Regions from separate parts of the Mus musculus genome. Here all the other regions are linked to region 1. The links are chromatin contacts, called in public Hi-C and Micro-C maps. All regions are on one chromosome and are shown on one strand. The core of a region is the stretch at or near the end of the contact, and the rest is flanking DNA. Distances in the headings are between cores, read along the strand shown. Region 1 holds the start of Usp47 (ubiquitin specific peptidase 47). Region 2 holds the start of Dkk3 (dickkopf WNT signaling pathway inhibitor 3). Region 3 holds the start of Galnt18 (polypeptide N-acetylgalactosaminyltransferase 18). Region 4 holds the start of Mical2 (microtubule associated monooxygenase, calponin and LIM domain containing 2).

Region 1 (5,247 bases), core at 174-2,673:
AAAACATAAAAATTCTAGTTGACATTAGGAAAGATGGAAAATTAGTAGCTGAATTTCAACAAAACCCTTTGTATGGCTGGAAGCTGAAACAGATAAAAATGAGCATTGTATTAGTAATAGTAGTTGAAAATGCACTTCTTCCATTAGGATCAAAATCTTTGTGGGTTACCTTTTTCAGCTTATGACAGCTATTAAAGCCAAGTACAGAAATAACCTGAACACTGAATCAGATATTTTAATAAGTGTTTCACAAAGAATTAGCTTTTAAAAAACTAATGAAACCTAGTCAATCAGAGTGCGTTCACTAAATATTTTCAGTAGGGTTAATGGATTTTTTTATACCATTACTACTTAAAATCTCGTTTATTTTAAATGTCTGTCTTTGCTATAATTTTTAGAATTTGTAGATGTTTTACAGTGCCACAAATAGCAGAATTCTAATAAATCTTACATAACTGTATAGAGAGCTTTTCTTGGGTGTGGGGTGTTCAATAGTAACAAGTTTGGCGAACCAATAGCATAGGTAAAGGAGTTGGCGCTGTGGATGCTGGGTACATGGCACAATGGAATTAACTCAGCAGGCTGTAAGAGGACTAGTTTGCCAAAAGTCTTCATGAAAGACGTCTCACTGGGTCTTCATAATGGAAGGAGTGCGGTGAAGGAAAATGACTAATAGGAGATTTGTTTGGTCAAACACATGGTATTTACCGTCTGGGGAGATTACAAAAAAAAACATATTCAAAAGGACAGCACAGGTTGAAGCGCACCACAGCTCTGCTCTCAAAAGGCTCCCTCAGACTTGGCCCTGTAGGAGGATGACAGCAAGCCACCCAGAAGGGTGCAGGGGAGCACCTCTAAGTGTAGTGACCCCTCTTTAAGGGGCTCCAGGGGCTAGCTGATGGGCACCGAGGTCCCTAAGGAGAGTGGGGCGGCCACGAAAACATGACAGACGAGGACCAGAGCCTTGAGGGCGAAAGCCAGAAAGGCGATTTCTCTACAAGGCGCGTTGTTTACCAGCTCGAGGCCAAAGGTTCCTCAAGTGGGGCTGCAGCGGGGTCGCTGGAGACCAGGAAAGAGTCTGGGGACTGCAGGGCTGAAAGGGGGGCTTTGAACTGGAGCTCGTTCGTGACGCAGGGGCCTCGTCCCTCCCTCGGCCGACAGAGGGAGCCGGAGGATGGGAGGACCGGCTTCCCCGTAGTGAAAAGCGCCTACACCGGCTCTCAACCAGCGTAGCGCGGCGTACCCCGGGGCTGAGCAAGAGGTGAGAAGATCCCGAGCTCACGACGGCCGCCTGCATACCCCAGGCGCCAGACGCCGGGCCGCGCGCCCACTGCGTTGAATTCTCGCGAGAGCGGCGGCCGCCATTTTTCCATTGATTGCCGCGGGCCGGGGGAGGGGCGGCGGCGGCGGCGGCAGCGGCGGCGGCAGCAGCGGCGACGGCGGCGGCGCCCTGGGTCGGTGTCTGCGCGCTGGTGTCTAAGGCCTGAGCGGAGGCCTCCTCAGTTGCTGGAGCGCAGGCGGCTGGGAGGATGACTGTCGCTGCCGTTCTCTCCTGAGACACAGCCGCCGCCACCTCCACCAGGCCCCCGCAGGCAGGGCGGAGACGAGCGGTCGGAGTCTGAGCGATGGTGCCCGGCGAGGAGAACCAACTGGTCCCGAAGGAGGTGAGGGGCCGGCGGGCCAGACTAGGCCCGAAGCCTGCGGTCCGCTCGAAGTCGTGCAGGCCCCGAGCGGGAGGCAAGGCTAGGGCCGGGCAGGCGTGGGGCCGGGTGGACGGTGGGCGCGGCGGGCAGTTGGAGACCGCTGGTTCCCGGGGCCACGTAGCCGAGGGAGAGCTCCGGCTGCGAGGGGCTAACGCATCAAAGACTGGACCCGAGGAGTTGGGTTCTGCTCCCGGGGGTGGGGGGGAGTATTGCGGAGAGAAAGTGGCCTTTGAAGTCCAGACTTCACACACGTCGAGCCGAGAGAGTTAAGAGAGATCGTTTCAAAGAAAACATTCTGGAACAGTTGCCCGTGGGCAGGACGGGGTGACGGTGCTGCTTCTGGGGTTTGACAGCGTATAGCTTACGGGGCTTGTGAAATCGACACCTAAGTTGAGATCTGTGGGAGGGCAGACTTAACTGTTAAAGAGTTGTCGGTCTCCCCACCCCCCTCCCCCCAGCCTCCATTCCCCCTCCTGTTACTTCGTAGTACTATCGGCCAGCCTAAATGGGGCCTACCCAGGATCGTTGAAAAAGTAGTTAAGTGGGGCTTGAACGGGAGGGTAAGAGATAGCCGAGTTAATTTCACCATATGGAGAGACGAAACGTTGTTTTTGTGTGTAATTTTGGTCTTTTTCTGGTGTTGCCAACTTGGGTGACTTAAATTCTTAAAAGCGAGTGACATAAGACTCCCGGACTTCTTGGCTTCCCTTGAACAGTCAGTAGTAGAAGATTAAAGGTAGAATCCTGCACTGGCCAGTGGATTTCGACATATTAATAGTCCGTTGGCTTTATAAATATCCTCAGCATATTCAAACATGTATTTTTAACTGCTGGTCGTCAGGCTTAATGCTTTGGACTTTTATATCTCATATACCTTAAATAGATGCCAAGTGTTAAGTTGAAATTAGGATGGTAGGATCTTGATATTTATACACGATCATTTCGGATTCCTAAATGTTTAGGTTTTGTTTGTTTGTTTTTTAATTGTAGCAATTTGTTGCTACACAGACAACCCCTGGCACAATGCAAAGTGACTTTATTTTGTACCTGAATAGTTAAAATTTCCCATCTTTCCTTAGATGGATAATAAGTTGATTTTTAGGGTTTTGTTTTGCCGTTTTGAGGTAGGATCTTACTATGTGGACTTTGAAGTACAGACTTGGCTGGCTTGGAACTCACTTGTAGATAAGCTGGCCTGGAAATTCTTAAGAGGTTTCCCTGTCTGTCTCCCCCGATGCTGGGATTAAAAGTGTGTGCTATCAAACTCAGTGGAGTGCCTGTTTGCTGTTTAAGGCTGAGTTGTGTGTGTGTCAGTATTTTATCTGTCAGACATCTCTAAGTCTCAGTACAGCAGATAAGCACGAACTAAAGATCTTGCCTCTGGAACAGTTTCAACAACTGAGAGTTAGGAAGTCGGGAATGTGAGTCCTCCTATGGTCCAGTCCGGCATTTTGAACTTTGTACTAAGTAACAAGGAAGGAAGGAATAGGTTTTACGAGAAAGCTAACCTTCATTTCCTTTGGTGCTGGTTTCCAATCTTAAGAAACAAAATTAACCCTTAATTTCCAACATTTAGAAAATAGAACAACAAGTACAACCCTGCATAATATTATATTAATGACTCGGTTTGTAGAAGTCCTGATAGAGATGTGCACATATCCTGCTTTGCACAAACTTACCTGTTGTTTTAAAAACTGATATTGCAATGCTAGTTTCACCTCCGGGACGATTGAACTCTCGATTATCTGAGGAGATCTCCCTTATCAGATGAACCTAACTTTTTTTTCCTTCTGGATGTTATGCTTTATTTCCTGTTCCTGGCTTTCAGTACTTTATCCACAGTTCCTGCTTCCTGGGATATACACCGAAGTGCTCTTGAAATGCAGACTTTTTCTTTACCTAGCCAGATAGTGGTTTTGTTTGTTTGTTTGTTTACTTGTCAGCCTCACTCATTCTTCATTCACAGGTTGCTTCTACTTCCATATTTGCTTCTGAGTTAACCAGGGCTGTATCCCAAAAGGAAGCTAGTGATCTCTTAAACCAAATATGTGGGCTTCTCCCCTTCTCTTCCTTTAGTTAGTTAGTAGCATTAGATACTTTAAAACATGGCCTTTCTCTTGTTTGTGTTTTTAGTAATGAGTTTTATTTTCTTTGTTATCAAATAGCATTTGAATTATACAGTGCTAAATCTGAGGGCAAATCGTGTAATTTAAACCACTTCACTTCTCACAGGAGTGAGAAGTACAGCTCTCAGGTTGAAAGTGACTTGTTCAAATTAAGGACTCACAGGTGGGGGTCTAGAGCTTGGGTCCTCCATCGGGTCTTTTCATCCTCTTACGTTCAGTCCATGTTACCTTGGAGCTCTAAGAATAGTTTCTATTTCTCCGGGTACTTGTTTAGTAAGTGACAATACAGTGCAGAATTAGAAGCTTACCTGTGCCTATTCCAGCTATATTAACAACCCGAGAGAGCTTTGTTTTGCTTCAGAGAAGGTCTGACCTTTATGGATGTGGCTTTCGATTCTATGTGTGAATTCATAGAGTTGTTAAGTAAGTTAAGATTATTTTGGTCCTAAAACTCCAGGACAAATGTCCCTTGGAGAACTGCTGTAGGCGGCATCTTAGTGTACAGATTAACTAATTGTTGCCCAGCTCCCAGCCTGTTTTGGTTTGAGTTAGGAGTGATTTTTAAATTGCTGGATTTAAAAAACTAAAAAAAGAATAGCTTTCTGTGATACATGAGCATGGTTGACATGGGAATTTCATTGTTAGGACACAGTTTTCAGTGGTGGCAGCAGTGTTGAGTGGCTGCTGTGTAGGCTGTGTGCAGCCTGGTATTCAAAGTGCAGTACACTTGCTTCTGGCCATAGCCTGCCCTTTCCTAGCTTATCTCTCTTCCCATGGAACAAGTTTTTAATGTAGACAAACAGGTTTCTCTCCAGCTTGCTTTATTGTGCTGTCCCTCTTTCCTACTTACTTCACCTGTTCAAATCCTCCGTACACAGTCCATAAACCCTCTTTGTCAAAGAGTCTGGAGCATTTTAACCTAAGGATTTTCTCCATAGAAGGCTTTAGCATAAGAGCAGAGCTCACTTAGCAGTTCATAAACAGTATTTTGGAACATCTACTGTGGTTTCTGACTATGGTACACATTTTATGATGTTCATTGGGAATTCCTTGACAGCAGAGGTGGTGTTTCTCACTTTTGTTTTTCTATATATATTACAAGTCTAGGGGAGTGTTTTTGCTGGAGCATAGATTAGTAAATATTCATTTGTATGGTTGTAAGGATGGAAGGAGACTTTGAATTCTAACTGGCTATTCCTCTGCTTGGAGATTTTCCATAGCATAATTGGCAAGCTGTTTCCATATCCATGACTTATCTTGATAACAGCTTTTTCTTCTTAAAATAACAGACCTCTGTTATTTTAAGGTTTTGCATTGAGATAAATCTAGATCTTTAGTGTCATCTTTTGATAGTTGTCAATGATCAACATTTCTGTTGGAGAGCTTTTCTTATGGCTGAAGATAGAGAAAGCAGAGCT
Region 2 (4,787 bases), core at 509-3,008, 140 kb after region 1:
ATGCAAAGTGTTGGCCCCTGGAAGATGAGGAACCAAAGTTTGGCTCTCATCTGCCAAACTTTTTGGGACTTCGGCTATTCTCACAGGAAACTGAGGTCGGGCTGCTAAATGATTGACCACGGTCCACCTACTGTTGAGTGGCAGAGAATCTGAACCTTGGTCTCCAAAACCCACTGGGTGTAGGTGAATAGGGTTGCTGTGAACACCCTCATGCCCTCCCTTCTGACCACTCACTATGGCATGGTCTTAGGACTTACTTTAGTCCTCCTTCGCTGCCCCACAACACATTTAAGGGAGCCAGACAGATTGCCAGCAGAGCTCAAGATTCTTTTCCGCATGACTAGCGTCCTGACTGTTTCTTGGGGAAGATGGTACAGGCTCAATGCCCAAGGGACACGTTGGAACTTGAAGCTGTCTGCAGCTGCCCCAGCCTCTGCAAACCCATTGCGCTGAGACACCCGAGTGGCCCCAACCTCAGCTCAGCTCCAACAGGGGACAGCCAGCTGCGACACAGTGGCTCCTGCTCCTTAGGAAGAATTCCACCAAACCTCCCTTGCTGGACAGGGATGCATTCAGACTTTCGGCAGGCAGACAGAACCGGCTGAGAGTAAGAATCACCCAGCGCTGCACTCAGGGCACTCCACGTCTGCTGTCAGGCCTTTTTTCCAGCTCTGCACAAAGCCAAGTCTTTGGCCAGTGCTGCAACCATCGCTAGAAATATCCCCCCCACCCCACCCCCGCCAAGCCCCCGGCCCACTCCCTTTCTCATTCTCGCACTTTCAGAGCCAGGCGCCCTCAGGGTGCACCCACCTCCTCCACGGCACTGCGCAGTTTGTGCTGAGTGTCTTCCATCAGCTCCTCCACCTCTCGAAACATCTCATTGAGCGTAGCTTCCTCCTGAGGGTAGTTGAGAGCTGGGCCCGGCTCCGCCGGAGTCCAAGTGACCGTCGGGGAAGGAGCAGGAGCAGTGGGGACCGCCGCCGCCAGCAGTGTACACAGCAAAATACCCCCGAGCCGCTGCATGTTTGTTCCGCGCTGGCCGCCGCCTGTGTGTCCCGGAAAGCTATCAAAGACTGCAGGACCACCCCTCTTGCCCGTCCCGCCCCGCCCCGCTGCTCTGCCCGCCCCCAGATGGAGCGATACCCAGCCCCCTCCCAGACTCAATCCCTGCTGGAAACAGTGGTGACCACTACTCCTCTCCAGCCTGGGTGCCCTCTGCACTCTAAGCCCCCAAACCCCGTTCTAGTACCCAGGAAGAGCTCCACTTGACACGCTTATGGAAACCCCAGCTCCGGAACCAAGGAACTCAAGTCTTCTACTCTTAATAGCAGACCACTTGCCCGAATCAGGAGACATTATCTGGACTACGGGTTCGAGTCCCGTCCCTTCCTTTACTATTTCCCCATCAATTCTATTACTGGGATCTCTTGGACCCTGACACAGGCTCAAGCCTCTCCTAGCCCCAAGCAGAGATCAGCAGAGCCCTCCTCCCAGTTCATCCTCCTCCCATCGCGATGCAAATGCATGGAGCCCCCCATCTCTAACTAAGGGAGACCCAGCTGGGCTATCTCCACGACGATGACCACCGCTCACCCAATTCGAATGAACAAAGCTGAGCTGCAAGCTGGATCTGGTCACGACCGGTAGCTGGGCTGCCACAGAGCAGCTGGAGAGGCACTGTGTGCGGCTAGGATGCAAAAGCGCCTGTATCCAGAAAGCCTGCAGCCTGCGCCCCCCCAGTCCACCACGCCTCCGCCCGGCGGGAGGGGCGGTCGCACAGCCAATCGCTCTCCAGGCCGTCTGCGACCTCAGCTCACTCCAGCCTCTAAATCCTGGGAGGGCCAGTCTGCAGGAATCTATCCTCTTCCTGGCAGCCCCCTACCTCCGCGATAGCCCAGGCTTCTACTACATTTTACAGCCTTCTTGAGTCTCACCTTGCTAGCTCTAAGCCTGCCTCTGCCTTGGACGCAGTCCTAAGGGATGGAATCCCAGCCCCTCAGCCATTACAAGGTAGTCTAGACAGTACCCAGCCAGGAAAATCCACTTTTGGCCATGAGAATGGGTCAACAGAATGTCAGCAAGTCCCTAGACAGGCGACATAGCAAAGTAGCTAGGATGGACACCAACAGTCCCAGTACTGCCAAACTAGTATGGTCTGTAACGTAGCTTGATGTATGCTGCAGGCTACAGCTGTACATGTAATTCCTACTTAATACGCACGATTCATGAAGAGGGGTCAGGGCTTGAAAATGGGCTGTGTACCTGAGATAGCAACCTGGTCTATTGACAGTTATCTCTTCAGTGCCTAGAAAAGGGGTACTAAAAAATTAAATTAAATTAAAAATTTTTTTAAAAAGTGTTTCCGAAAACCCTTCTCCCACTTCTTTATCTATCCTGATTCTTCCTCATCAGTTTCCCTGACATCTCTCTCTCCCCTCCCCTCCCCTCCCCTCCCCTCCCCTCCCCTCCCCTCCCCCCTCTCCGCATCTCCTGATCTTTTTCTCATTTCTTCCCTGTGCTGGCTAATTTTTTGTCAACTTGACACAAACTAGAGCCACGTGGGGAAAAAACACCTCAGCTGAGAAACTGCCTCCATTGGTTTGGTCTGTCCGTTGCAGCATTTTCTTAACTGCTAATTGATGTAGGCGATCCCAGCCACTAGGGGTGATACCACCAACAGGCAGTTGAGCCAAGGCTGTGTAAGAAAAGTGGCTGAGCAAGCCAGAAGAGCAAAAGACAGTGACCTTCCTCCATTGGCTCTACCTCACGTCCTGAGCTCCAGGCCTGGCTTCCTTGATGCTGGAGTATAAACCTGTAAGACGCAATGAACCCTTTCCTCCCTGAGTGGCTTTTAATCATGATCTTTATCACAGCAACAGAAAGCCAAACTGGAACATGCCTCATCTGTCCTCTGGGGTAGCTAGCACAGGTCACAGACTCACTGGAGTCTCTTCACCAGCCCCTCCCCTGCCACCCACGAGGAACCAGGAGCTTGGTTGTATCTGCAGGGCTCCAGGCCTACACACCTGATCCCTGAGAAACGAAGTGGGGTGGGGTGGTTAGAGCAATAGCTGCTGGTACAGCACTACGGTGACGTGGATAGTGACAAGCATTATCCATTTATTTATTTATTTATTTATTTAGTTAGTTAGTTAGTTAATTAGTTATTTATTTAATTTATTTATTAAGTTTTACTCATTGAATTCTCAGCAGCCTTTTAAGGTTTAAGCCTTTTGGTCTCAAACAAGAACCCTTCCTTAAGATCTCAAACTAACAAGGAGTTAGATGGGGATTTGAACCCAGTAAGCCACCTCCAGAGCTTCTACTACCTTTGAACACGATACTCCTTTGCTACACTTCGGCTGGGAAGTATCTGAGGTGTCTGGGAGCAGAAGATGAGCAATTTCCCTGGGAAAACATAGAAAATAAGTGTCTGCGATGGTGACTGCTGTGTCATGTCCATACACCTGAGTCCACAGCAGTGGCCGCTGAGAGGAGGCATCCCTGAGGCCTTCTTCCTACTAGGCAACTGCTTGCCATTGATTCGAGATGTCCGTCCTGTTCTGTAGGCAGAGAATGGGAATGAAGACTCAGAAAGGCCAGGCTACCACTCAGTGACGTAGACCTGCCTCTGGCCAAGATGGGACACCCAGCCACTCCTCAACTGGCAGGCCTCTAAGTAGAGACTCATAGAGTCCAAGGAAAGCTCCCTCCCAGCATGCTTTGCTCTGCCCTCCTGGGTGTCTGGAAGGCCCTGCTCAGTTGCTTGTTAGCTTGCTGGAGATGGCTGACCCTGTGCAAGGAGCCTTCTACTTAGGCTCTAGATGTCCTGCCTGTCACTGTGCATCAGTGTTCACTCACCAACAGAGATGAAAGCTGACCTGGGGGGAAAGAGAGAGAGAAAGAGAGAGAGAGGGAGAGAGAGAGAGAGAGAGAGAGAGAGAGAGAGAGAGAGAGAGATCCGGCATCGAGTGAGAAACTGCAAAAGGCCAAATTTGCTATCCAGCCCTCTATGTGGCTGTAAAATACTGAGGATCTCCTCAGATGAGCCCTGACTCCCACCTTAGGTCTACTACTGACCAAATTACAAAGGCTCTTCCTAAACGGCAACAGAAGGGTTGTGCTTTCTCACACGGGGAAATATCAATTTTGTGATCACATTCTTTGCAGAACTGTTGTGCAGATAAATAGTTTTGTTATTAAACAAAACGATCACAAAAAGGAAATGAAACCATACATGACTCAATTATTAGGTCTCTACCTGCCTAGCTTTGAGCAGTCTGGCAGATAGCCCCAGGCTGGTAGCAGAGACACTGAGCAAGCTGTAGCCATGGACACCACCCCAGTGCAGGCATGCTCGGCTCTGAAGAGCTTGGATTCGGGCAAAGAAAGCCCAGTTACTCTGGAGACTGGTAGAAGAGTCCCTACCTAGGTGGCTTTTGTGAGATGAAGGGATGAGGGGTGGGGGCTGGAGCAGAGAGAGAGAGCAGATCTGCACAGTTCTGTTATGTTTGGCAAAACAAACCTTCTGAACCACACTTGCAATTTGTCCAAGATCTAAATACGCAAGGGATATCAGGGGCAGTGGAGGTGTTAGGTACTTCTCTGCCGCTATGATAAACACCACGGCCAAAGGCAGCTTAAGGAAGAGAGAGAGAGAGAGTTTATCCAGGGGATAAGGGTTCACGCAGTGGAGGCATGGCAACTGTGAGATCAAAGCAGAAACAAGAGCAATACACCTTTCAAGTTAACAGGAGACCTACACAGGAAAAATATACCTTGCAGGT
Region 3 (5,123 bases), core at 976-3,475, 240 kb before region 1:
TTTTGAACACATAGACACAGTGGATACATGACAGAAGATCTCTTAAAATCTGTGTGTACATTGGAGATGTCTGAGCAAGGTGCAGCCTTGAGTCCATCTCCCAGATCACATCAAGGGTGCACTTCTCTTGCTGACTAACGTTGAGTCTGACCCCAGGGATAGAAACCCAGTAAGAATGGCAGCAACAGGCACTATGGCACAGTTTGGTCTGTCAGGCTCAATGCAGGGATGAGACAGAGGTGGGTCTGAAGTAAGAGCTTCCAAAGGTCCCTCTTCTAGGGGCCCTCAAAGTCAAGTGCTTGCTTTGTCTGTGTCACCTTTCTGCCCTCAGCGGAACCTCCCCAGGGAAGGAGTCGATCTGGCCATGTGGGAAGCACACCAATTCAGAGTAGTCCTGAGTAAACAGAGCAGGCAGCCTGTAGCTCAGATGGCCTGCCAGGTTTACAGGTAAACTCGCTGGGCCCTATAGGTCAGAAGCCTCCCTGTCTAAGAAAGCAGGGGACACCTGGGGTGGACAGGGAGAATCCAGATTGCTATCACCTGTGAGCACACCTTACTCTAGGAGCCCCGAGCTCCATCCCTTCCCTCTGATACTCACACTGCCCGGGTCACAGCAGGAGACTTCTCTATATCCTACTGTCTCTTTGGACCCAGTCTGGAGACACCCACCCACTGCAGCCTTGGATTTCAGACCCAGCTCCTGTGGGTTTGTCTGCTCTGCTGTGGCTGCTTCCTGCTTCCGCAACTGAGGTAACTGTCCTGGCAGATTGGCCTTGCTAGAACCCGGAAGGCTCTGAAGTAAAGCCGCAGCCCAGCGTGGGTTTTCTCCATCCGAAACAGAAGAAACACCACCACAGTGGACTAAGCTGCTTCTTGGGTTTGACACCTGCTCCTTAGGGGAGGATCCTGGATAGGCAGGTGTGCTCTAGGTGGGGACAGTTTTCTACTTAAGATGCCCCCTGCAGTCCCAGTCCTACTGAGACTGACTGAGGCTGGAGCCAATACTGGGCCGATGTAATTTTCTACTCCGCATTTGTCTTGAAGCTTGCTGCTCCTTAAAACCCACAGTTAGAGTCATACAAGGCATTTCTCTTGTCCCTTACAAGCCCGGCAAATAAGCTCTTTTGCCCTCACATTCTCTCTTGGAAGCACAAACATCCAGTCAGACACACTCCCGGACTAGTGTGAGATCCTGCGATCCTGGAAAGGAGCACCCTGGAATCATACGCACGTTTGGACACGTGCACATCGCGTCCCCATACTGACAGCAAGCTACACACACACACACACAGACACACACACACACACACACACACACACACACACACACACACACACACCACCTGTGCACACGCGTACACAGGGAAGACTCACAGGGCGGCAGACACAAAAGATCCAGGACACCAGTCCTTGCAATCCCTCCAACCACGTAGCTGCCAACCTATAGCCCTCCCTGCAATCGCTGGTCTCCTACGCATTGGCCCCAGCGCATCCCACAAGCAGAACACACTGGGCACTCCCGGGCCTCGCGCCTGGCTCAAGTTTCTCAGGACGCCTGTACCTTGGATATGCTGTTTGATGACATTCTCCAAGTGGTCCAGCCGCTCGATAATTTTCAGGGTGTCCCCTTTATCTTCCTCCAGCTTCTTGTCGGGCACTGGCTCCTGCCCCCGCACATACACGCTGGCGATGTAGTTGGTGACCCAGCCCACGTACAGCAGGCATATGATGTTGGTCATGCCGCTTAGGATCACGCAAGTGGACACCAAAGTTTTGGTCTTCCTGGTACACACCATTCTGGGGTCCTTCCTCCATATAGAGCACCCGGGGCCCCTCCTCGCTGTACACCCCAAACTCCCCCGCGCTCAACCCCCTTGGCACGTCTGGGGTCTCTGGGTGCGCCAGCACCTAAGTCTCTCCAAAGGCGGGTCTCCTGGCAGTGTGAGCTGCGGCGCACAACTTTGCAGCTCCGGCCGCTGGCCACCCTGAGAAAGAGCTCCACAAAGAAAACGAGGTGGGTCTAGATTTTTGTTTTGGGCTTTTCCCCCGCAAATTCAAAATCCCCGAGCTTTTCCCTAGGCGGTCACGGGTGGCCGGCAGTGGCGAGACGAGACCTGCAGGGCTGGGAAACTTTGTCACTGCCAGGGCCCAGCCGCGTTGCTTTCCATCTCCAGTGCTGGCTGCCTGGGAGATGCCACCAGCCCTCCGCTCGCCGCTCAGGAGAACCGCGGCTGTGGCTGCGACCAGAGGAGCGAAGCAGAGCGGCCCGGCCCCCTCCGAGCGACAAGCGCCGCCACCAATCGCGCTCTGGCTCTGGAAAAGGGTCGGGACTGGGCGGCTGCGGACCAACGAGGAGGGGCCAGGGGGCGGAGCCCCGCCCCGCGCCCCACCTGCTGGCAGCAGGCTCCGGTCCGGACACAGCTGAGTCTCCCGCGCCCTCGGGCCACCCTAGGGCCTGCAGATCAGGAACCTCCAGTCCCCGCCCAGGCCGGCAGATTCCACCTCTAGAGTAATTCCCCGCTCGCGCTCCCGCTAAGAAGCCCAAGCTTTGGGGACCAAGATGCTCCTATACCCTCACCTTCCCCAACTGAGGGCATTCTGCTTTTCCACCTGAAAAAACGGACTCCTCGCCTCCATCTCCTTTTTGATAATGGAGACTCAAACCATACAAGTGGCTAGGCCTCATAATGTCCACACCTTATGCTTCTTGAGCCTTTACTCTGCCTCTCTCTGTTGGTCTCCCGGGTGTCACCAAATGCCTTCCGGAAATCTCTAGGAGAGGCATAGTGAATAGTGAGGGTGTCTCTGCAATCGTTGGTCACATCTATGCACTATGCAGCTCCCTGGACGAATTCATGCTCTGGGAGCCGTTACTGCTTATGGATATCACTACACCCCACGTCTAAGGAAGCCTTATACGCAGTATTGGGACAAGAGGATGCAATTCTCCATGACTTGTATAATTCCCACACATTCAGTGTTCATGGCTATCAAGTGGTCGACAGAGCCTTTCTGGAGAGAGGATGTAGAAACACACACACACACACACACACACACAGAGAGAGAGAGAGAGAGAGAGAGGCTCCTGGGTTTGATGCTCCTGTATGTGTTAGTTACATGAGCTTGAGCAAGGGTCAGAACACCATAAGAGACATTTCCCCCATCTATCAAATATCAACAATACCTTCCTGCTTATAAGTATTAAATGAGAGGATATACCAAAAGGGCTTAGGACAGGACACACAGTGGGTGCCCAGGCTCCTGTGGTTATCATTCCAGGATGCAGTTCCTCCCTTCCCGGGTCCAAGAACACCACCTGGCTGCTCAGCAAACCTTGATTTTTCTATTGACCACTCTCAGCTCTTCTCCCCTACTGGAAGCTACAGAGTCTAAGGCTGTGGGCAGCAAGAAGGAGCTTGTCCTCTAGCTGGCTTGGTTCCACCTCATTGGCTTTCTGCTTGAATGTCTTTCTTTACCATCAGCAATTCAGCCACAGGGGCTGATAGAAGGAATGCTGCTGGGCCTGATTGCCCCACATACCCTCAGATTCCAACTCAAGATCCCCAAAACCTTGGTTAGAAACAGGGGCATGGGAGGGGTTTGTGTAGGCATTTACTCACCACCCTCTGCAGAATTACAAGGTCAAAGGCCCCAGTATCTCTGCAAGCTCCCTTTATAAATGGTTCTTGAACATAGATTCTTATCTTTGGCCCTCAGTTCAATTGTATTCAACTCAACAGGAACTCAGCAAGTTCCTGACATTTTGTCTAAATGACCAGTTGCCTGGGACACTTGCCCAGTTTGCTCTAGACCTATGGCTGCGGTGTAGGCTTCAGTCTCATCGGGGGCCTCTTTTCTAAGCATGGAGAGCTGTTCAGTCCAAGGAGGTTCTCGACTTTCCACTTATGTCACTCGTCTAACCCCAAGCGTCTTCCCACTTTGCCATTTAATAAGTCCTGCCGGGAGCTTCACTATCAGGCCCCTTGATGTGCATCAGAACTGAAAAATTCCTCAGATAGTCGATGTGAGCCAACTGATGCCAAGTGGTCCTTGAAACTTATTCTGAGAATCTGAAGCTACTGTCTCCTTCCACTCCTACCACGAGAGGTGACATGAGGACTGAAAGTCCTGGTGGCTTTGTCCTGTATAAACTGAATGTTGTACACTGAAGAAGCTACTGTCCCCTTGATGTGACTTGAGAGCAGTCTTTGGTGGGGAAGGGAGGGGTATTTTGTTTTCTGAGACAGACTCTCACTATGTAGCTCCGACTAAGCTAGAACTCTCTATGTAAACAAGTAGACAAGTCTGGACTTGATCCTATAAAGACCCACCTGCCTCTGCCTCTGTAGTAGGATTAAAGACACTTCCTGCTATGACTCACCTTTTATAGAGGTTCTTATCCTCATGTCCAGAGACACCGCTATGCCATCAATGCTAAGCCTTCTTCAAAGTGTCTTTGGTATCACCATTAAGAAAAGTGAATCTTCGTTTGGCCATCAATCCCTTACATTCTCGGCAGGAATAGACTCCTCAGAGAGAACTGACAGTGGCCACATGTGTCCACCAGATGGCAGCACTGTGTAAAGCCATGGGGCCAGAAGTGCCAAGAGAACTTGGGGGCTTAACAGGAAAAATAAACCCTGGTAGTGGAAGGCTTTAGTCTTGGTCTGGCATTATGGGAAGTAGGGTGGCAGGCACTCAAGGGAATGGAGACTGGTGGGTTGCAAAGCAAAAGTGGATAATCCATTCAGAAACAAAAGTCGTAGACGCCCAAGATTTGATGTTAGGAAGCCACAGCCCAAAAATGTAATTGACAGAAAAAGCATTCTGCTGAGAAAGGTTTATTTGGTGCCTCCCTTGTGCCAGGGTTAAGATTTGGACTAGGGAGCCAGGCAAATGCTCTCATTTACTAGCTGTGGAGTCTTGGGCAAGCTAACTAACTACTTGGTGCCTCAAGTCCTTCCATCTGCAAATGGGATAATAGTAACGTTACCTACATCATGGAGATATTATGAAACTTTAATTTGTATGAGGGGCACTGATGGCATTATCTAAGTATTGATTGTTACTACTCTCTCTGAGTATCCAAATGTCTGGAAGATAAATGAGAGGAAAAAATGACA
Region 4 (5,163 bases), core at 1,166-3,665, 200 kb after region 1:
TGATGCTAAGTAGCCATCTGTATCTCCCAGGCAACCTCCTCAAGCTGTATCCTAGAAAAGCAGGATGGGGAAGTGACTAATGTTAAATGCAGAGAGTGGGGCTGCTGCATCATTCATTCATCTCTTAAGAAAGGAGCCACATCCTATTTCTCCCTAACACAATATAATGCTTTCTTTGAAGCAAAGTTATATGTCTCCCCGATCCAGCTGGTCATCCTATACTGACAGCTCTGAGTTTTGAGTTTTGACACCCCTATCCCCAGTCTTTCAAAAAGCCACAAGCCTTACATAATTCCTTTACATAGTCAGCCTCCTCAATGGCCAGGCTTGCTCTATTTCAGAGTTACAACTCAGCCCACCACACCTACCTAGCAAGAGCTCCATGAGATAAAAACTTGGTGGACGGCACAAGAGAGGTACAAAGGATGCTGGGAAGTATTGTAAAACCTTACTTTTGAGCGGCCAGAACTTCTGTCCTAGCCCAGACCTATGGTACATGCACGTAATCTCCACATTTGGGAGGATGAGGCAGATAATTGTTGAGATTTGAGGTCATCGTGGAGTACACAGTGATGGAGACCAGCCTAGAGTACACCCTGAAATCTTGTCTGGAGAACTCTCTGTTCTGAGCAGTGCTATCATTGCTTAGTTGGCTCACAGTGCTCCTGAGCACGTCAGGCTTGTTTTGATCTGAAGACAGAATGTTGTGCTGTGTCAGACCATGAGGCTGACTAGAGAATAACGTGGACTATGCCTCCCCCACAGCCACCTATATTCAGTCACCTGGGCACCTGCTCCAGAGTGACAGCTGGTTAAATGAATGAATGCTTCTCCTCCATCTCTATCTCCACACTGCCTGGGCTCAGCCAAGTAGCTATGAGCCTTGCCCACTGAAGCCAAGCTGTGGACAGAGGTCATGCAATTTCCTAATTAAGTAATAACTTAAAAAGGCAGGGCCAGGTCATTCAGGTCGCCTTTCCCTGACAGCAGCCAGATGTGAGCTCTATAGTGTGCTCAGATCAATTGGCAGTTCTTCTAGAGATCTTACAAGTCCAGGGTTCTCGGAGGCCCAGGAATGGCTATAGAGGCCTCACTTCACGGTTGTGTATGTTGACTTGGAATCAGTTCCCCGTTTAAATACAGACACGTTAATATGCACACGGTCTTGGTAAATGACTCTGTATTACAGATCTCAGTTCCCCCATCTGTGAAAGGGGATGAGGATATTGAAAAGATCAATCTCTAGGTCTGGGTTTAAATGAGATGATGCATGGAAGGTGTTCATTGATTGGTGGTGACATGGTTAGAGTCCCACCAGAGTCAAGTACTGTCCCTCTTAGAGTCAGTGATGAGTTTTGCAGACTGAGTGGGGTTGAGTACCAGGTATAAAAACGCATCCACAGAAGTGGAGTGAATCCTAAGGACGCTGAGAGGCAAACTCTGAGAAACCCCAAGGCCTGGATGATGGAAACGCAAAGAGTATAGAAAAAGACGGGCCCCAGGTTTGGGGGTGGAGGAATTGCTGCCTGCACTTGCCTGGCCAAGGGGCATGCTCTCCAGAGGGTGGTACCCGGGGAATTCCAGCAGCCTGGAGTCATGGTACTGTTTGCCTTCGCCGCCCAAGCCTGCCTGCTTTCCTCCCGCTGGGTCAGCTCAGTTTCAAGAACATTTATGGACTCTGCATTGGGCCAAGCTGAATGATGGGCTGCGGGCCCCAGGGGTGAGTCAGTCCACTTGAATCCTATTTTCACTGCTGTCGCAGTGTCCGTATGAATTTCTCAGGACTTCGAGCCCGAACCATTCATTCAGAATTTTCGCTGAAACTGTGAGAGGCATGGTCATTCATGAAAGCGATCAGAAACAGGGGTTAGCCATTCGACAGCCAAGAAAGAGAAAGTGCGAGCGACCCAGTCAGTGCGATTGGTCTGTGTCACTACCCCATTTCCCACAGCTTTAGCCCAAGCAAGGCCAGTTCAAGAGAAGACCCAAGCAAGGAAGATTGCATGCAGAAAAGCAAGAAATGAGGGCCCAAGAAGGCCAGGCAGTCCTAGAAGTCCTTTGCTGTTCCCTCCAGTCCAGAAGGGACAGTGAGGCTGTCTTTCCAGCTGCCTAGGCAAAGCTTCGGGAGGCCCAGCTTTCCCCTCTCCCTGGACACCAGAACACCAAGGCCGGGTGTTCGTCTCATAGCAGCCCAGGGCTGGGTCTTCGACCTGTGGCCAGGGTGGGAGCGGCTAGGGCAGGGCTTCAGCCCACGTGCGTCCGAAGCTGCAATGGTGACAGCAACCCCCAGCCTGGTACTAACTGGGAGGGCGCTGGGGTGGGTTCCGCGCTGCATGACCATTGGTCGCGCGTCTCAAGCATGGGGTGGAGCCTCGCCTTCGGAGGCCCTGTCATTGGCCGAACCTCGATGGAGGCGTGTCCCAATCGGATCCTCCGCGGCTCACAGAACCGCAGGCACCCGGCCGGCTCAGCCTGCGCCGGGCCGCCTCGCTAGCTCCGGGCTCGGCAGGCGGCCCGCTGGGTCCCGGATTTCTGCGCCCTCAGACAGAGGACAAGAAAGGCAGGTGTTGACCTGAGGCCTGGAGGCCCGCGAGACCTTGGGTAAGACGGAGTGGGAGAAGGCTCCGGGGTGTGCGGGAGCGGGTGGGGACTGTGCCAGTCCCGGCTGGACTCCGCGCCCTACTGGACGCCCCGGAGGGTCAGGTGCGGCAGTTCCGTCCGGGATCTCAGACCCACCTGCGGGGTGCGCCGTGGGCTCTTCACCAATCAAAACTGTCATTCTAACCTCAGAAAACCCAACACACGCGCATAGTAGGCGCCCTTCAGCAGCAGGGTCGCCTGTCATCGTTCAGGGGAACGTCCCCAAACTTTGCTCTGTGCGATCTAGGCTCCCGTACCTTTCCCATCCTCTAACAGAGCGCCTTGCTTATTTTTATTTTATTATTATATTTTTCTGCTTCCTTTCTTCTCCTCCCTCCTTGATAACAGGAAGTTGGGCCAAATGTCAGTGGCCTGGCCAGCGGCGGGCTGGAACTCGGGCTGGTTGCTTGGCCGGTGGCGACGCTCCGAGGGTCCTGCGCTGCTGTTCCCTCTAGCTTGGGACCCCTGACAGCCTGTGCTTGTCCCTGCCCAGGAGCATCCTACCCTCGTGTCCTGCTCTGTCAGTGGCTAGCTGGCCCTGGGCTGGGGTCTCCCTTGCAGCCTCTGCCTGCTGCAGCTGTTCGGAGAGGGCGGGGTTAATTTATCCCAGGCCAGCCTCAGTCTTAGCCTCACCCTCACCGGCGGAGCTGGGAAGGGCCTGTACTGGACCGGGAAGAGGCGTGTTGAAACCAGAGTACTCTCCTGTCTCCTTCCACATTGTTTATTCTGGGCCTGGGTTTCTAAAGCGGAAAGAGCTCTCGTTTGCAAGGCCTTTCGCTGTCCACTATGTCTTAGGTGGTTTAGTGGGAGGATAAAGTCAGTAGCCCTTATGGATAGACCCGGAGAGAAGAAAGCTGGAGGTCAATTGGCCTTCCGCATTTGCCTCCTGAGTTCTCAGGTACCTGTGTCCTCTGCGTGCCAGCAATCTCCGCGAGGGGTGGGGGTGGGGGCAGTGGACCTAAAGCGTGGGACACCAGGATAGCCCCTGTTCATGTCCCAGGGGTTTCAAAGGTGATCAGTGCTGCCTTCTTCAGGCACAAGGAAGAGGGCACAGGTTGGATCCCAGTAGTTTCTCCCCCAAAAGCTTGTGTTGTGTCCTCTCTGTTTTAGGGATCCGGAAAGCAGTCCTGACTCTGTGCCTGCTTCCCACCAGTTGTCCTGTGGCAGTGGGAAGGAGCTCTGGGCGCATGTGTCTGGAGCCCCTGGCCTTTGAGAGATTCTGGGGACCGCAAAGCACAAGGTGCTTGGCCGGACCGCAGGAAGCCGGGATGCGCTGCGAGCTGCTCCTCACTGTGTAGTCCCCTGCAGAGGGGCTCTGGCTGAGTTCTTTGTGATGAGAGGGACTGACTGTGATGCTGCCTTGGAGGAAAGTCTCCTCCCATTGGCTTTACCTCTGTGGGCCTGGCTTTTCCAGTGATCTTGAACTGAATTCATTGAAATAATTTTGACCCTTAGGAACTTCAGGGTTGTTCTTTCTGCAGTGGGGTGGGGCAGGCTTTGGCTTCTTTTGTTTGCTGGGTGATGGTAACCTACAGTTTCAACAGCCCCATTCCTAGGAGCTGCAGAGAACAGCCCCGATCCTCCCATCCTGTGATGGGAAGGTAGTGGTTTCTCTCCACCACGTCCTCATCTCTATCTGGGTTTGCCTTCCAGGCATGGGCCTGACTCTGCTCACTCTCCACTGCTGAATGGTAGAGGTTCTGCCTTCCTGGATGAGGTCTTGGTTGGGCCAACCCAGCCTGGATTGAACATGGCTAACCCAAGTCTGTGGAGTGCTAATAGTCCCTTCTCCTTTAAAGAGCCCGAAAGAGTGTCCCGAGACTGCTCATTCTTTACCTCATGAGCACCTCCACATTAGCCCTCTGTAGTAGTTGGGGCCACACCCATTTTATGGGTGAGAGAAGTGAGTCACAGAGAGATTGCTACTGGTCCCAGCAGACTCTAGAGTCTCATGATGATTCCAGCTTCTAGGAGTGGATATGTGGTAACGTCGGCCTGGAGGAGGCAGAAGCAGGAGGATTGCTGAAAGTTTGGGGCCACACCGGTATATCTAATGAGTTCTAGGTCAGCTACAGTGGTCTCAAAAACCAAAACCAACAGGGCAGTAGTGGTGCACACCTTTAATCTCAGTACTTGGGAGACAGAGGCAGAAGGATCTCTGTGAGTCTGAGGCCATTCTGGTTTATAGAACAAGTTCCAAGACAGCCGGGGCTACACAGAGAAACCCTGTCTCCAACCACCCTCCCTAAACAAAACAAAAGAAACAAATAAAAACCAACCAACCAAATGTAGAAATATAATATATATCTAACATATAATATATATTTATAAATATACATATAACTATATTTTTTTCAGAAAAATAGGATAGTGTAATGAGCCCTGCCTGCCCCTTCCCAGCTTCCCCAGCTACTAAAACAATGCCGCGTTGTGCTAACTCTATGGCTTTCTCCTTTACTTTTCTCTCTGTTCTTTTTTGTTGTAAACTTCCATTTATTGTCATTTGTTTGTTTACTATGTGTG

Evidence for each region. A called contact is a pair of places that touch in the nucleus more often than the background predicts.
Region 2: a Hi-C map of nephron progenitors shows a contact between it and region 1, with 2.5 times the contacts expected there. The contact joins the promoter of Dkk3 here to the promoter of Usp47 in region 1. A contact is called at or near these places in 7 of 39 promoter capture datasets (the 3T3-L1 cell line, 3T3-L1-derived adipocytes, the HPC-7 cell line and 3 more), 1 of 15 datasets of contacts at CTCF or cohesin (pro-B cells), 17 of 484 Hi-C or Micro-C datasets (the Ba/F3 cell line, CD8 T cells, the G1E-ER4 cell line and 11 more), 8 of 115 datasets of contacts at active chromatin or transcription factors (the 230-238 cell line, the HPC-7 cell line, the NIH/3T3 cell line and 5 more) and 1 of 9 other capture datasets (liver).
Region 3: a Micro-C map of embryonic stem cells shows a contact between it and region 1, with 2.7 times the contacts expected there. The contact joins the promoter of Galnt18 here to the promoter of Usp47 in region 1. A contact is called at or near these places in 4 of 39 promoter capture datasets (the 3T3-L1 cell line, 3T3-L1-derived adipocytes, epiblast stem cells and 1 more), 8 of 484 Hi-C or Micro-C datasets (the HL-1 cell line, cortical neurons, embryonic fibroblasts and 4 more) and 2 of 115 datasets of contacts at active chromatin or transcription factors (bone marrow-derived macrophages and cardiomyocytes).
Region 4: a contact with region 1 is called in a Micro-C map of embryonic stem cells, with 2.7 times the contacts expected there. The contact joins the promoter of Mical2 here to the promoter of Usp47 in region 1. A contact is called at or near these places in 7 of 484 Hi-C or Micro-C datasets (CD4 T cells, cortical neurons, double positive thymocytes and 2 more), 3 of 115 datasets of contacts at active chromatin or transcription factors (effector CD8 T cells, memory CD8 T cells and pancreatic cancer cells) and 3 of 9 other capture datasets (adipose tissue, liver and pancreatic islet).

The regions. Positions count from the first base shown.
Region 1 is chr7:112,022,083-112,027,329 of GRCm38.p6, forward strand. Usp47 (ubiquitin specific peptidase 47) reads left to right here and starts at 1,424. Exons shown (of 29, transcript NM_001357952.1): 1 at 1,424-1,664. The coding sequence starts at 1,626. It also overlaps Gm3960.
Region 2 is chr7:112,157,373-112,162,159 of GRCm38.p6, forward strand. Dkk3 (dickkopf WNT signaling pathway inhibitor 3) reads right to left here and starts at 1,759. Exons shown (of 8, transcript NM_015814.3): 1 at 1,594-1,759; 2 at 811-1,046. The coding sequence starts at 1,023.
Region 3 is chr7:111,777,752-111,782,874 of GRCm38.p6, forward strand. Galnt18 (polypeptide N-acetylgalactosaminyltransferase 18) reads right to left here and starts at 2,226. Exons shown (of 11, transcript NM_001360903.1): 1 at 1,562-2,226. The coding sequence starts at 1,796.
Region 4 is chr7:112,223,421-112,228,583 of GRCm38.p6, forward strand. It overlaps Mical2 (microtubule associated monooxygenase, calponin and LIM domain containing 2), which reads left to right and starts at 2,416. Exons shown (of 26, transcript NM_001193305.1): 1 at 2,416-2,601.